Regions from separate parts of the Anser cygnoides genome. Here region 2 is linked to region 1. The links are chromatin contacts, called in public Hi-C maps. All regions are on one chromosome and are shown on one strand. The core of a region is the stretch at or near the end of the contact, and the rest is flanking DNA. Distances in the headings are between cores, read along the strand shown.

Region 1 (7,762 bases), core at 1,694-4,193:
TACATGATCATGCCCAAGAGACTTCTTGTCTGCCAGCTTAAGAATTTTAGTCTCCATGCTCATCCGTCAAGCTGAAGACACTGTATTTCCATTCGCCTAAAGCCTTTCCTGATTTATTTCTTGACATCTTCAGAGCTTTAACTGCAAGATCAAATTTTACACTTAAAAACTTGCAGATGTGACAATTCTTAATCTTCGTGAAATACAACACTTGTCATCTTACGTAAAAACTGCTCAGATACATCTAATTTGTGATTAACAAAACAAGCTTCTGAAAAGAAAGTTAGAGCAAGGTGAAATCCAATCCAGTCTAATTATCAGAGGAAATTTCATATGCTAACAGTCTCAACTAACCCATCTTTCAGAAGATTCTAATCTCAAAAATATGGTTGTATATCGCCGCCTACCTCCAAAACTCCGCCACTATGTCTGTGTGCGCAAGCGCTGTGATAACTTTTTCAAGATATACTGCACACCCACTATTAGAATCTGAATATAAGTTACTGTTTTCATTCACCTGTAGGTAACACTGTGCATGGCCTCAGAATTTTGCGCCTTGGTGGAAGCATTTTTCCAAACATGGAATATTGTGAATATACCACCTGACAATCAGAATCTGTTATAAATTATTAATTATGATCAATAATTCAAGATTTACATGTAATTATAAAAAAGCTAACCGCATACAAAGGCAAGAGAAAAATAGAATAATTAATTCTCAAAAGCCTTACTGAAAGATGACTTGCTAGCCACTTCAAGTCTTTCTCGGTTCTTTTCGATTGTCTAAGGCAAAGCAAAAAATCAAAGAGTAATGCCAAACAGAGGGCTTGCATTCTGCATGGAGACTGCACTAGACACAGAAAGTCAGGGTTGAGCACAGAATGCAGGAAAGCAGTGAAACCTCAGAGCAAAGGGAATTGGAACAACCGCACTGAAGTAAAATTGTCATTAAAGATGCTGAGGAAGAAAAAGATAAGCCTACTTCACCGTTGCTAGAAAGATGTGTCACTTCCAAAGTACCAGAGAGGATCATAACTTGCTGAGTACCACATTTGGCTCACAGGATAGCCATGGTTTGACTGAAAGGAGAATCTAATTCAAGTTCAGTAAGAGCAAAAAGTGAAACACCTTGATGACAGGCATGGAAAAAAACATACGACAAAAAAAACACCAAAGTTGTAAACAGTAACTAGCAACCACACAGCATTTCATAACACCACATGAGACAAGTACAAAGCTTCCCGAGAATTATTCTCTTGTTTATTCTTTCCTTCTAAGATATGTAAGGATTGTAGAGATAAGACATACAAATGAACTACAGTCTGTATCAGTTTACAAATCCTCATCCTCAGCTCCCCAGCTCCTCTTGGCCCATGTCAGTTAGGGCTGACTACCATTGTTCAGCTTGCAGCTGAACTGTAGCTAAGCAGCTCCTGAATTAGCTGGTGAAATGGTGGCACTTTAATACTCAGCTTAGCATAGCAACCAACCGGGCTAAATAAATAAATAATGAAGCACGGTATTCTACCAGATAATGTAAATACACTTTCAGCAAATTGCTGGGGTCCAAAGGTCAGTCAACTTGTTTGTTCTGTCTCCAAGAATTTGTAAATCTCAACATGATGTTTAAACACAAGCATATACAAACATCAAAGTTCAATGCTGACATATTTTACGCCTCAAAGTTGTACACCAGAACAGCTCCATATAGAAACCACATATAGAAAACTTTAGTGCATGTATAAGGAAATGACAAAACCCTATCCTCAACTAAATGCATATTCTTCTTTAAATATTCCCCCATTCTGCATTTTTCTTCTGCTTTATTCTGTATTTGCTTCTATTCATCCTCTCTCACGTGCTGTAGTATTTATGCAGCTGTCTAATTTCACATGATTCCTCCATTCCATTACCCCTAAATGGGGGTAAAGAGGAAACTTGAAAACTCAAATCTTGCCTCAGGGCATTTTTTATTTTATTTTATTTTAATTATTCCCGAATGATTCACGCATAGGGGGACACCTGTAGTTATGAAAGCACAGCATTTCAAGGTGAATGGCAGTTCCTGAGCTAGAGAATGGGCACACCAGCTACACTGACATTTCTAGGCTGCAGCGCAGACAGACCGTTCTCCCAGCCCCTCTCCTTTCCCAAAGGAAACGGGCGAACAAACTCCCAGCTCACGCTCACGCTGTGCTTTTCTTCCTTGCTGGGCCAGCATTCACCTTACCTTTGAACAGCTCGGGGCTGGCAGAAAGCAAAACACAAGGGACTTCAGAAACCACTTTGCACGTGGCAAAGCATTAGGGTGAAGCTGAACTCTCCTCCCCCCGTTCCCCAAAGCGGGCACCCCCCCGGGGCGGGCAGCAGGGCCCTCCCCGTGCCCCCCTCCGGCCGACGCGCCCGGGGGACGGCAGGCTGCAGGGGGGGGTACCCCGCGCGGGGGCCCCCTTCTCACCTTCACGTTTTCTTAGCCGAGGTGCGGCGAGCCAGGATGCAGAGGAGGAGGAGTGGGCAACTTCCGAAACGCGAGGCTCGGCACCGGCTCGGCAGCGCTACACCCAGCGCCCCCCTTCTCCCCTCTCTGTCCGTTTGAACGCGATCCCGGCAGGCCCACCCCGAGGTGGGGGCACGGGCTGCAGCCCCCGGGCCGGAGGCTCCCCAGCAGAGCAGCAGGTGGCCGCTTCCTTCCCCCATCCCCTCCGGGTGGATGCTCACCTTCCTGGCTCCTCGCCTCGCGAACTCCCTGGCCAGGTGGCGGCCGATGCCCCGGCCCCCGCCGGTGATGAGCACGCTCTCCCCGGACAGGTCCCGGAGCTTGGGCGGCAGCACCGCGCACACGGCAGCTTTCACCACCAAATAAACCATCTGCACGGGGAACAGCAGCAAAGCGCCCAGCCATTTCCAAATCATCCTCTTCTTCCAGGCAAGCCAGGAAGGCAAAATTCTCTTCCAACCCTTCACAGAACCAAGTTAAGAGAGAAAGAAAACCACTACCCTTCATGCACCCCCGGATGGGCGACAAGTCTTCAGCCCCCTTCCGAAACGTGGGGGGCAACGGATTCTTGGACTGGAAAAATCCTTCTCTTCCCCTAAAAAATCGGGGTAGGAGCAGAACAGCGCAGAAGACCAAGTCACTCCCCTGCTTCTTGATCGATGTCCTTTGGGATTGTCACATGCAGGTAGAACGGTTTCCTCGCTGTATAACTGGGAGACAGCTTTTTTCTTTTTTTTTTTTAATTAAAGAGAGAGAAAAAAAAAAGTAAAATTAAAAGTAACCATACATCCCTCCGTTTCAAAGACTGTCACAAAAATCCAGTATCCAAGTGGAAGGTTTTATACTTGGAAAAATAAAATAAAGCAGCCTATGTCTCCAAATTTCAGCCTGCAGTGCCTTCCAGGCAGCTCATTTCTATTCTTAGACTCAGGAAATTGCTTAAATAAGACAGAATTGCCAGGACTTTCTTTTTAAGAAAGGGTCTATTCAGGGTAAGGTTGTTGTTTTTGTTTTAATATCTATAAATATCTCCAGACGTCCTGTCCTGAGCCGGCTGCAGAGGGTGAGCTGATAACCGCCTCTCTCTGCCCCCTCTCCCGGGTTTCGCACTCGGAGGCTCCGTGACCACAGAGCAGGAATTATGCCGTGCACTATTTCAGCTCTGGCTCTTACTCATTTCTCCCTATTGCTCTCTCTGCCTATCACAGCCGCCGCGCCGGGGAGGTTTTATACCCCATTAAGCCTGATTGACAGTTAAAGTGTCGGGGAGATTTCACTACTGTTCCTGTGAGTGGCTGGCTTTGCTCTCCCCTCCCCCAGCGCGGTCTCGGAGCCGCCGCACGGCGCCCGCAGCCGGGACGGCCGCGCCGCAGCCGGCGGGCAGGGGCTGGGGCCGGGCCGGCTGCGGGCTGGGGCTGGGGTCGGGGCCGGCTGCCGGTCGGGACGGCTGTGGGTCGGGGTTGGGGTCGGGGTGGCTGCGGGACGGGGCTGGTTGAGGCCGGGGCTGGGGTCGGGGCCGGCCGCGGCCGCAGCGCGCGCCCGCCTCTGACAGGAACCTCCTCTGTTCCTCCCTGACAGGAACGCGGCAGAGGAGGGTGCTGGGGTTTGACGTGAGCCCAGGAGGGGGGGAAAAAAAAAAGTGCCAGGAGCGGTCAGGGTTAAGGCTGAGTTCAAAGGAGCCATCTGTGCCTTGCGAGCTCCGGGAGAGAACTGCTTGCCCAGGTTAAGTTGGTGTTGATGGGAAAAGTTATTGCAGCCCTAGAGTGCTGGGCTCACTCCAGCCTAGGCTGATAATCATCAACATCTATTACCACTGAACCAGCGTGTCTACGGACAGCATGACAACTCATGGATTTTCCAAACTGGAAGATGCTTACGTTGCTGAAAACTGGTGATTGGTACCTTCAGTAGCGGGGCAATGAAAAAAGCAGGCTCCGACCGAAGCAGGGAGACGTGCTTTCTCACATCAAAGGGTGTTTTTCTGCTCTCCTTTTCCAGGACTTTTGTCCAGATATGAGGGCATAATTGCAACACAAGGTCTCCATAGCACTTCGAAACTATGTTGTAACAGGAGAAAGGGCAAAGCGTGTTGCAACCAGGTCCCCCGACTCGTTTGTTTGCACTGTTAGGCATTAGGTAGGTAGGTAAGTTATATATTTAGCTGTCCTGCTTAAACTTTTCTCGGGAGGATCTAAGTGCGCATTTGAACTGAGAGCTGCTCACTCCACAGTTACTGGTTGTGGCAGCAATCAGAAATAGTCTGAAATGTCAAGTTGTCAGGATGTCAGAAGATGCTCAAATATGTCAAACCTCACATTGTTGTCTTCTCAGTCGTGCTAGGAAGAGCTTTGCTTTTATGACTGAATATGTTACTAAGAAGGTGCCCAAATGAATCCAATCCCAAGTTACTTCAGGAGGTCTGAATATATATCCACTATCCTGGGAAGCCATCTAGTGGTAAAAACTAGAATTACTGAAGAATGACAATTGAAAGATTCTCAAACTTTGAATTCATCTGTAATTTGCTAAAGGACCATTGCAACGGAAGTGTGCGAGTCTAAACATCTCTATATAGGCAGCAAAGTTATATTATACGACCAAGAGATGAGAGTTAGGAAGCTAAATCCCTTTGAAAATAAATTCTTTTTCTGCTTCAGAATCAAACATTTTTGAAATGGTCATAGTTCAAAGTGGCCATGTAACAGAGTGTTCAAGGGTTGTTTGGTAACAAAAATAAGAACAACTGAGTTTTTTGTTCTACCTACATTCAAAACTCATCTCATACCTGGTTCTTTTAACACATAATATGAGCAATATCATAATCTCTTGAATTTCAGCTCTGTTGAAACTTCCACATAAGTTTTCAGAAGTGAAAAAAAAAAAAAAGAGAAACTTGCACAGTTCTTACCTTTAAATGCCAGTTTACCTTATATGAAGTAAGCCATAGGACTCTCAGAGCGTCATCATAGTGTCAGGAGAGAGGTTTCTGGAGAGAAGAAATTGAACCATTCTAACTGGAAACTGCAAGTCTGTACAGATTTTCAGGATCAGGTGGTGTTCCCTAACTTAGCTGCATCTGAAATAACCAGAGCTGTGAGAATTTCCATTGCCGCTTGGGCAGCATTTAGCACCTCTGTGTGTTTTTACAGTAATACCTTTAGAAAGGGAGCTGGGGGAGGCACCTGGCATTACAATTTTCCTCTCAGTCCAAAAACTCTGAAGGGGAGAGAGAAATTACACAGAGAGCCTAGTGTCTGGTTTAAACAGGAATGACTCAGTGTCTGGACTGGTAACAAATATAACAACTTTCTGGGATGGAAATAAGAAGCAGCCTTAAAAATGAAGGGATATGAAGTTTGAGAAAGTAAGTTGGATTTTTTGATTCCTGAGACCATTAACTTTATTTTTTCTGCATAAATCTCTACAAATACATTTAAAATAGAAAAGTCAGCAATATTATACCATAGGACTATGTTCAGATTAAACAACAAAGTTAATTATTCATTTCAAACATTTGCAGGTTCTTTGATGCCAATGGGACTAGTCATGTGAATATTTATTTCTTGTATCTGTTTCCTGCTTGAATAATATTCTAAAATGTATCAGAGGTGTTACTATTATTATTATTATTTTCATTCATTGGGATTATTTTCATTCATTAGGATTTTTTTCATTCATTAGGATTTTGGTTTATTGAGTGATGTGAAAAGTTGCTCCAACATTTGGAGTTGGAATAAAAAGACAAATCTACATATTTAACGTGAAGTATTTTTCCAACCTGACCTTCAAATTTCAGTGAACATATGAACTATTTTACTGGTTTACTACTTTACCTTAGATTTACCTTGACCAGAAGTTTCTACATTACACAAGTGCACAAGAGCAAGAAAGAAAAGCAGACTTATAGTAAAACTGAAGTTACTGCATCTTGCCTGTAATTTATATGGTGAAAAATATATGCAAGTCATTTTAAAATTCACTTAACTGAAAAATCAGAAAGCTTGAAATTGTACATGTGCTGAGAACAGCTGAGGTTTGTCCACTTCAACTGCAGTTCCATTCTGAAATGTGGCAAAAGATTAGTATTCTGGGATTTCACCTGATTGTTGTACAGTAACCATTACACTCCTGTTTGGCAAGAGATCTTTTTTCCAAACTGTCACCTTTACAAATCTAACATATGTTTTTGTTCAAAAAGTTCATCTTTGTTGGTGAAACCTTACAAACTATACCTTCAGTTAGGTTTGATTATTCAAATTGCTTTCAGTAAATGTCTACAGGTGCAAACAGACACTTGGTACGTACCTTTGTTGATGGAAATGAAGATCTGTCACATTGCAGCAGTGGTTCCTAATTGTAATTTTAAAGTCATCCCAAAATGAATTCCTTCCATGTTCTTACTCAGAAGTCCTTAACCAGTGTGCTGGAGCATTCAATAAGCAGGCCTGTTAACTTCGTAAAATTGCATCAGTTAGTGCTATCACTTAGATGCAGAATAAAATTTCCATTTTGGATAGCTGCACAGTACCTGAACTATTTGCTCCCTGTATATTTACCCACAATATATATAAATTACAACATATATAAATTACAACAATTCTCCCCCCTCCTCTTCAGTTAAGCTATTCCCATGCCATTTTAATCTATGTTTAACTCCAGTTTGCAACAAGAGCGAGAAGTCAGTCATGTAACACCTCACAGTGGTAACTCATTCAGTTTTGACTTCTGCTCGTCTGTGTAAATTTCTGGGTTTGTACTTCTTAAGAGAAGTGTTAAAGTGTTAGGCTTTAATACACGTTTACTAATCTATTGTGAATAAATCTAGATCATACCTGAATGACTAATTTTTAGGACCAAAGCTCAAAATACGCATTTATGTTTTCTGAGTATTTAACCACAATAGTGCCTAACTGCAATAGCACCAGTGTATATTTACTAACACTCTCAGTGAGTCATAGAAGCATACTTTTTCTCACTTGCCCAGTTGTGAAGGAATAAACAGCAGTGAAAAAGCAACTTTTAGCTCCAAAACAAGTTGATGCACTCTGTATGCACATCACTTGCATAACAAAGGTCTATTTTTTTGCAGAACAAAATTTTCTGGTTCTATAAAGAGGCTCAGGTAGAGTGTTTGAATGCTTATATCTTGACTTTGCATCTGTATGGGTAGGACTCTACACTTGTTTACAGAGCCTTTGCAGCCCAGTTCCTAGTGAACTTGGAGGTAAGTTTATGCACATGAAATTGCTAAACTGCAAGAACTTT
Region 2 (7,762 bases), core at 3,007-5,506, 63 kb before region 1:
AGAAATCAATCTTTGGGTAATAAAGCTTGTTTTTCAAGAAAGAAAAGTGTAATTTGCAGAGTGATAAGTACCTTCTTTTGCCTTTTCGTTCTGTCTGAGTCCAGGAAGGAAGGATAGTAGAGAGAAACCCAGGAATTTCTGTATGTGAGAAAGAAATGCACTGGCTGTTACTGGACTGGTGGGTGGCCAGGGGGGCTTTTTTTCCCCCTCTGTTTCTTTGCTCCCTCCTTCAGGATTGACAGACTGGGCTGCCTTTCTCCTCTAGGACAAATTGCTAAGGAATAATTACTTGGGAGCACAGCCTGTGTTCTGCACAGTAAAGCAGAATTTGCTATGCAGGGCTGAAGAAAACAGTTCTGATGCATGCAGGTTTTTTTTAATCCACAGGGTATAGTTAAAAGAAGGGGAAACCTTTAAAACATTCAGGTTGCTTAATCTTATTATATTGTAGGGTTTATAATTCTAGAACCGCATGTATAAAAATGTCAGTTAATTTCCAGAACAATACACGGTTCATTTTCTGAAAGCACTGTTAGCTGCTTAGCACCCAAAAGAAGCTCAGATGATGCAAAGAATCCAAACTCTGCATGAACATATCCTTCTCGCTTTCCTTTTTAGTGGGATGAATGGACATAAATTGGTACCAGCTGTAAAACCAAACTATAATGCCTCGTTATGCACTGCTGCAAATACCTTTACATTTAAATAGTATTTCGAGGAGGTTATTGCTAGATATATGTGTTACTAGGTATCATGTAAAATGCATTTGGAATAGTTGTGAAATCAGTTGTCTTTACAGGCAGTTGTCTCTGTCCCCTTTTTTGAACTTGACCCAATTTAACTATTCTGAAGGAGTGGGAGAATAAAACCAGCGTTTGGATGCATGGCATCTACCTAACGCTTCATTAATATTGGATAGATGTGGTCACTTTCACATCTGCTGTGTATGAATGTTTTTAGTAATAGGAGGTTTTGGGGGCGTTGGGGAAAGCAATTACAGGCTTGTGTTAGGCGATGTTTAATTGTACAGGTCTCACATTCAGCATCTATTACACATGATTAGCCTCTGGAGCCTGCAAGCTAGAATGAGCAGCAGGGCCTGACCTGAGGTAGGTAAACTTGACAGCAAACATCTTACCTATTTTTAAAATGACACTTCTTCAAACTGGAGGATTAGAGTTGCTGAGGTTGTTCATTAGACCTCCCATTTGCATTTCACTTCTGATTTTTGTGTACCATATGTATTTGCAGAGTTCTAGATGCTTTACATTCCAGTAGGTAGTGCTAACCTTTACTTAAGCATTGTGTAACTTCCTTCTGTTTAAAGCCTTCTGCTCTGCCATGACAGAATGTATTCCTACTCTTAAAACCGAGTGAAAGATTGTTTTAAAGAAAACTGTGTGGTCACTGGCTTCTCCACCGGTAACGCTTCTGTTAACATTAAAAAGGGAGACTTTATGGGTGCCTGAACTGTAATTCTTAAGACCAGTGTCTCTTTTTTTAAGTAAGAAATATTTTTCCACTAAAACGTCAGTGTTTAACTTGACATTTAAGGACAGAAAGATACCCTGACTGCATACATGCTGTTGGCTAAGGGACAGAAAGGGACAGAAGCACAGGAAAGGAATGTTGCGAGGGGAGAACATGTGAATGAAAGTAGAAAACATTAAAGTGAATAGTGCTGGGTAGATAACAGAGCATGAAATGTGAAATTGTGTTTTGCTTTTCAGATGTCTGTTCATGGTTATCAACAAATAGTTTCAAAAAGATAAATGAATACAAAGTTCTTATTGTGATAGTCCCCACAGAGCCGAAAGACTGGCTAGCACCTTGATAACTTACAGCTAGGGGTAAGTATGTGTCCATCACTGGTCAAACAGTCCAGCACTGAGTGGAGCACATAGCTTTTGCCTTAAACAAAAGAGCGTTCCTGTGGCTGGGATCAGAACAGGAACAAGGTTAGGCTTCATTTCACAGAGTACAATAACTGGTTTTGAAAACATACGCGTTTGCGAGGAAAAAGCATTATATTGTATTAGACCAGTCTGGTAGGAAAAGAGACAGCTAAAAATCAACATCATGGGTACGCGATGTCCTTTTACCCTTCTCTTTGGGACAGGCAGACTTTTACAACAGGTAAATATCTTTACTGGTTTAGGTTATATGTCAGGTACGGTCGTGTAGGCCTGGTGTAGCCCATCAGAAATATAAGCAATTTTACAAAGCTTCTTCTGAAAAGAGCTGATAAATCCCTTGCTGGATTTGCCACAGATTTATTCTACCACTTACACTTTAAGTGGCAGTTAAGAGGACTGGATTCAGTCTACAAAATGAAATTCCTATACTGTGTGTCCACTAGTATTTAGCTATTAACTTAATTTCCATAGGATTTTAAACTAATTGAATGCAAAGATACACACTGAAAAGAATCCATGTAGACAGGGAGAAAAAATTAGTTCCTTAGAAATATTTGTATTTCTACAGCCTCCATATTTTGCCCAATTACCTTATGTTTCATTTCAGCAAATGCTTTCAAACAACACCACCAAAAAGTAAAAGGAACATTTAACTGTGTTGTATGTTTCCTATTTTCTGGCATTCCCGTTTTTGTTTTTTTTAGATCCTTCCTTATTCAGAAAGCCCTCTGCTAAATGGTACCTCTGTTTCAGTGTATTCTAGGCAATAGTTGTTGATTTTAAACTATTATGCAGAGCTGCAGACTTAACTAGTCTGCAAGGATGCAAATCTGTGCAAAAGTATCTCCTCAAATGGAATTGGAGAGGCTTTGAAAAAAAAGTTAATGTGTTAGTATCAGCAGAACAAGCTAAAAAGTCTACAAAGACCAGGCAATAAAGTACTCACAATTTCCATTCACAGATCTACTTGCTTAGAATTAGGTGGGATGTTAAAAGCCATATATGCACCAGAAATGGACAAAAACTTTATTCAAAACAGACGCGTCTCTTGGAATGCATCAGGACAAATCATCAGACTGCATTAAACCAGTCGGACTCGATCCCCAGAATTGAAAACATTTAATGCACGTTCTGTGGGTTTTTATAATGTCTTTTGGACATGTTATGAGTATTTTCAGTTCATAAAAATAGTAGAAAAGATGAAACTGGTGTTAATGTAATAGGAATATAGCATTTGTTTATTTACTAAAGCACAAATGGCACGAACTGCTCGCCAACGCAGTGGCTTTATGACCTCGTGTCGTGAAATACCTGCTGGTTGTGCCAGAAGGGTGAAGTCTGGTACAGCAGGTCTAGGGCAGCTTTCTGGGAATAAGTTTTACTGGTCTTGTACTGCTGAAGGTAAGCATAGATATTTTCAGTACATGGATACCTTTTATTATACCCATAATCACTAAGAGTCACTGTGGTTTTCCATGTATGTGTTTCTGTTGGATGTATTTGGAATACTATCTTTCAGGTTGTCTTTCCAGTCACTTTCACTCCAAATGATTTTGCCTTGCATCACTTTAAAGGTTTCTTTACAGCCTTCATTTCATGTCCTGTATCAAGTGTCCTTTAATTACCACAGTAATAAAGCTTTGAGGGGAGAGTATATTCAAAAGTAGACTGTTCCCATTCCAAGACCAAACATGAAGACGTAGCAAATGCCTGTGAAAGTCTTCTCTACATCTGTACTTCCAGTAGTTGTGTGTTATAAGAATTACTTCCCACTAATTCCTACCAAGCACAAATATCATGGCAGCAGGTTCTCAGAGGTAAGTTTAGAATGACAGAAATATTAGAAAATGCCAATGGACAGGTAGTGCTGTTTGCACTGACAGGTTTTATTTTCAAATTGAAGATGCAGCATTGCTGTAAAATTAATACTGTTTCTAGGCAGTATTTTAAGCCAGATTAGTTTAGGTTCATAGTTATGTGGTAATTACAGGCTTACTTGAAAGCAAGTGACCTTGCGACAAGGTATGTGCTAACATACTGTTAGCCTGTTTACCTGCTACTAGACAGACTTTCTTTCCTTTGTCATTAATAGTGAGGTTTTATGTTCAGTACTAGTCCAGAGTCTGTATATGGGAGCCCAGGGCCTGCTGGGATAGGGTTTTACACTTGTGCTGTCCTTTTGCCCTTCCACTGAACTCTTTTCATTTCAGTCATGAGCAAACAGTCAGTGCCTGAACTAACAACCCTGCAATCCTCCAAAGCACGCCTCGCTTACAGTACCAAACAAAGGGAGGCCCGCGTGGGCCGGCCCAAGCCAAGGAATGCAGCTTCGGGGTTCTGCTCCATAAATTTAACCAGCACGACAAAAAGGAGATAATATGAGCCTTCGTGATGATCTGAAAGGGGGAGGTTTGTGTCCCATTGATTGCGGTCTGGCCTATTGCCAGGCCCCGAGCCTGACCGACAGTTGAACCATATCGTTAAGGCGTGTAATACAGCTCAAGTCTTGTACAGCAGCCAATGAGTACATATCCAGAGGGCAAAAGTTTATAAAGAGTTGAGGCTGTCCTGTTTAACCCTCTCACACTGCATGTAATATATACTGCTGCCATTCAGAAATAGTCACATTGCTATTAAAAATGTAAACTTTCAACTTTCTTTACTTGGAAAAAATACATATGTGTCCGATTTCTAATGTGCAGCAGATTTATAAAGTGATCTGAGAAAAATATGTAAAACTGATCCTTTAAAAAAAAAAAAATCCAACCCACTTTTTTTCAGTACTTTATCCATGGAGTTAGTTACTTTTGTGTTCAGAGATGTCTTCTGGGTTGTTATGCAAACTCTTTCATACAGATGGAGCTATTTATTGCCTTGATGTCACCTCATTTAGCATGGGGTTGGTATTTTTATAGATAATTTTTTCACCTAATGTTGCTGTTAACATGTGGAACGCTCTTTATCAGTTTTGTGAGCACCAGCCAGTTGATTTAAGTTATTCTTGCAACTCTTAACTTTAAAGATCAAAACAAACTTTCTGAGGAGCTTTATCACTTAGTGAAGTTTGTTCTAGCAGACTTTGCCGTTCCTGTTGCAACACCAGTTGTACTGACTGAAAAGTATATGAAGGAGGGTGTGAAGAGAAAAAGCATAGGGCCAACATAGTTAGTTTCACATAGTTCTTCATGCACAACTAGCAGGTTAATGTTGAGCAGGAGCCAGTGGTTTGCTTTCTCCCTGAAAGAGGATTTGCTTTCCCAAAAAAACAGCAGTACAAACAATACGGTATCATTTCTTCAGTAAGGCAAGTTCGGCTCTTGTTCAGATTAGGTGTTTGCAAGAACGCCCTGCTAAGAACTGCATCTTTTGTATGGGAGCATTCATCAACACCTTGGTGAGACAGGAAACTTCAAGGTGAGAACTCTAGTAATACTGTTCTGCAATCAATACAGGAAGAGCCCATGATAAATTGCAAACTGAGAATGCAATGTTACCTTTTTTTCTATGTGTAAAGGTTGATGATATCAAAGTGCTTGAAAAAGTATTAAGTTTGTCACACTGTTACGTAGTCAGAGGTGGAGAAGTACCAAAGGTTGAACACTGGTTGATGCACAACTGTGGTTAAGTGCCATGCAGTTGTCCAGTATACAAGCACATGTAAATTACATATGCAGCTCGTGGATTTCTAACATGGATGTTTTAATAATGTGTCATTTCGGTGAGTATATCTGCTGCTCCCCATTTATAAGGAAGTGATTCCTGATGTCTTAATTTCTTCTCACTTCCTTTTGAACTTGGAGCCTGAAGAGGTTCTACGCAATCATAATCCCAATGAATAGTATTCGGTTTTGGTTTGATGTTGTACACAAAAGAAAGGGGGGAGGGGAGAAAATAGCTCCATCTCAAAGAAGTTGGCAGGAACAGCCGATATGATAAACAGTTACTTCTTCAGCATGCTGCAGCTCTCTGAAAAGCATATTGGGTCAGATAAAGGTCTTCAGTATCTGAGCTGGTAGATCCCTCAAAAGAGGAGGGATTTGACTGTAACTGGGAGGTTTTAACCCTAGGCACCATTTATTTGCATGTTTCTGCCTGAAACTAGCATTTTGGGAACACATTTAACAAGTACAATATATTCCATGTATTTGCTGGAATAAACGGTGCATATAAGCTTCCTCAGATATGCAGTCAGCAGGGAGCTGTCTGGCTCATGATTTTACACATTCTTGCATCTAACTGAGATATTCTAATGCCAAATCCAGTACTCAGACTGCACTGCGTGCATATTTGTAACACACCTTAAAAGTATCTGTGTCTCAGTTGGTGAATGAATGCTATCACAGATCTGTGCCAACTCTCTGGGTTTCTGGTGGCAGATTTTTCCAAGAAATCATCTGCCTATTGGGAACTGCACCCCTAAAGCCCAACACAGGGAAGTGGGCAACTTACTTACGAGTAGGAGATATACTATTACCATTTGCTGGTACAGTCACAATGAAAACGTGAAAGCTAGATTGTCATAAAGTTCTCTGAAACTGGGCCCAAGTCATGTAATGTTTGCATTCTCAGATGCAGAGAACACATGGTTAACAACTAATGCTCTCTGTCCCTTTATGCTCAGTAAACGTGGAGCACATTCCTGCTTATTGCCGTGGTGCAATATTTGAAACAAAGTACATGTAAGTATATCAATAAGGAATCATGGAAATGGTGGATTTTTACTATTTTGCAAAAGTATGATAGGAAGTACAGGCCTTACCAGAAATGGCATACATTTGCTTTTGTTTGTTATTCTTATGATCCTGTGGTATGAGAACATCATCTGTAGTTCTGTTGTGATTGTTGAACTTTGAGGTCATTCTTTAATTGATTCTGGGACTTCCTTATGCTTTACGCTGTGCTCTCCAGTCATGGATTTATAAGACAGACAAGTGCTGTCCTCATTCTGTATTTTGTGGAGATGCATCATGCATGGGATGATGGTACTTACTGAAGGGCTGCAGGTAAAATTGTCTTGAACAAACGTGGCAAGTATTTTAGTTATTGCATATTTTATGATAGAAGATGCAAGACTATTCCTCCGTTAACTTACCAGATTAAGTCTCTTTTCAGTGTCTGAAATGGACTAAAACCTCCTCAGAGAAAGCAGTCACTGTATTTATGAAACAGACTTTTTCCAGAACCACATAGGTAACAGATTTAGCATTATTTCTCCAAAATACCAGCAGCAATTGAATTCATAGACTTATACTACCTGCCATTTACAATGGAAGCAAAAACAGAATTTGAGCTATACCAGAACCAGTAAGTTTATTGCTTTAAATGGGTTAGAATGACGAGGCTTTAAGACTGGTAACCTTTATGAACACAGTGCATTGATGATAGTGGCTGGAAGTTTTTGGCAGCAAGAACTGGGTCTAGCTGAAGAAAATTATTAGAAAGTGTGGGAGAGCCCTGTGGCTAGAGAGAGAGACCTCGTTGGAGGCTTACATGGCTGATTTGCACACCAGAGTTTGTCAACTAGAATGGACTTAGCACAGGGTTAGCATAGGTGACAGTCAGTCAGTACAGCAGCTGAAGTGTCTGTGAAGAGCCTTTTCTCTTCAATACTGTTTTCATAATGCCAGAATTGCGTCTCTTTGCACTTAGAGCTGTTGTTCGCATTGAATTTTGGGTGTCCTTGTGCTCTTCTGATTATGGATCAAAATCTGTATGCAGGTTACATGTGGCTCAAGTTGCCTTTTTAAATGGGTTCGTAGTTGCCACTGCTGCTCTGTTCCCAGGACAGCAGATATTAAATTGTACAGGTGCACATCCTAAATGAAAAGTCATAGTGATTGCTGTGT

What was found. A called contact is a pair of places that touch in the nucleus more often than the background predicts.
Region 2: a Hi-C map of liver shows a contact between it and region 1, with 11 times the contacts expected there. The contact joins the enhancer-like site here to the promoter of DHRS3 in region 1. A contact is called at or near these places in 2 of 7 Hi-C or Micro-C datasets (both in liver).

Annotation. Positions count from the first base shown.
Region 1 is chr23:2,786,960-2,794,721 of Taihu_goose_T2T_genome, reverse strand. DHRS3 (dehydrogenase/reductase 3) reads right to left here and starts at 2,943. Exons shown (of 11, transcript XR_010826411.1): 1 at 2,719-2,943.
Region 2 is chr23:2,851,720-2,859,481 of Taihu_goose_T2T_genome, reverse strand. The region is part of intron 10 of DHRS3 (dehydrogenase/reductase 3); the gene reads right to left. The region is part of intron 66 of VPS13D (vacuolar protein sorting 13 homolog D); the gene reads left to right. Among named protein-coding and RNA genes, the nearest start is that of DHRS3, 64 kb to the right of the region's middle. Within about 2 kb of position 4,256, at least 3 of the 3 cell types and tissues checked have open chromatin away from gene starts, as enhancers often do. A contact at or near this core is called in liver, where this site is marked.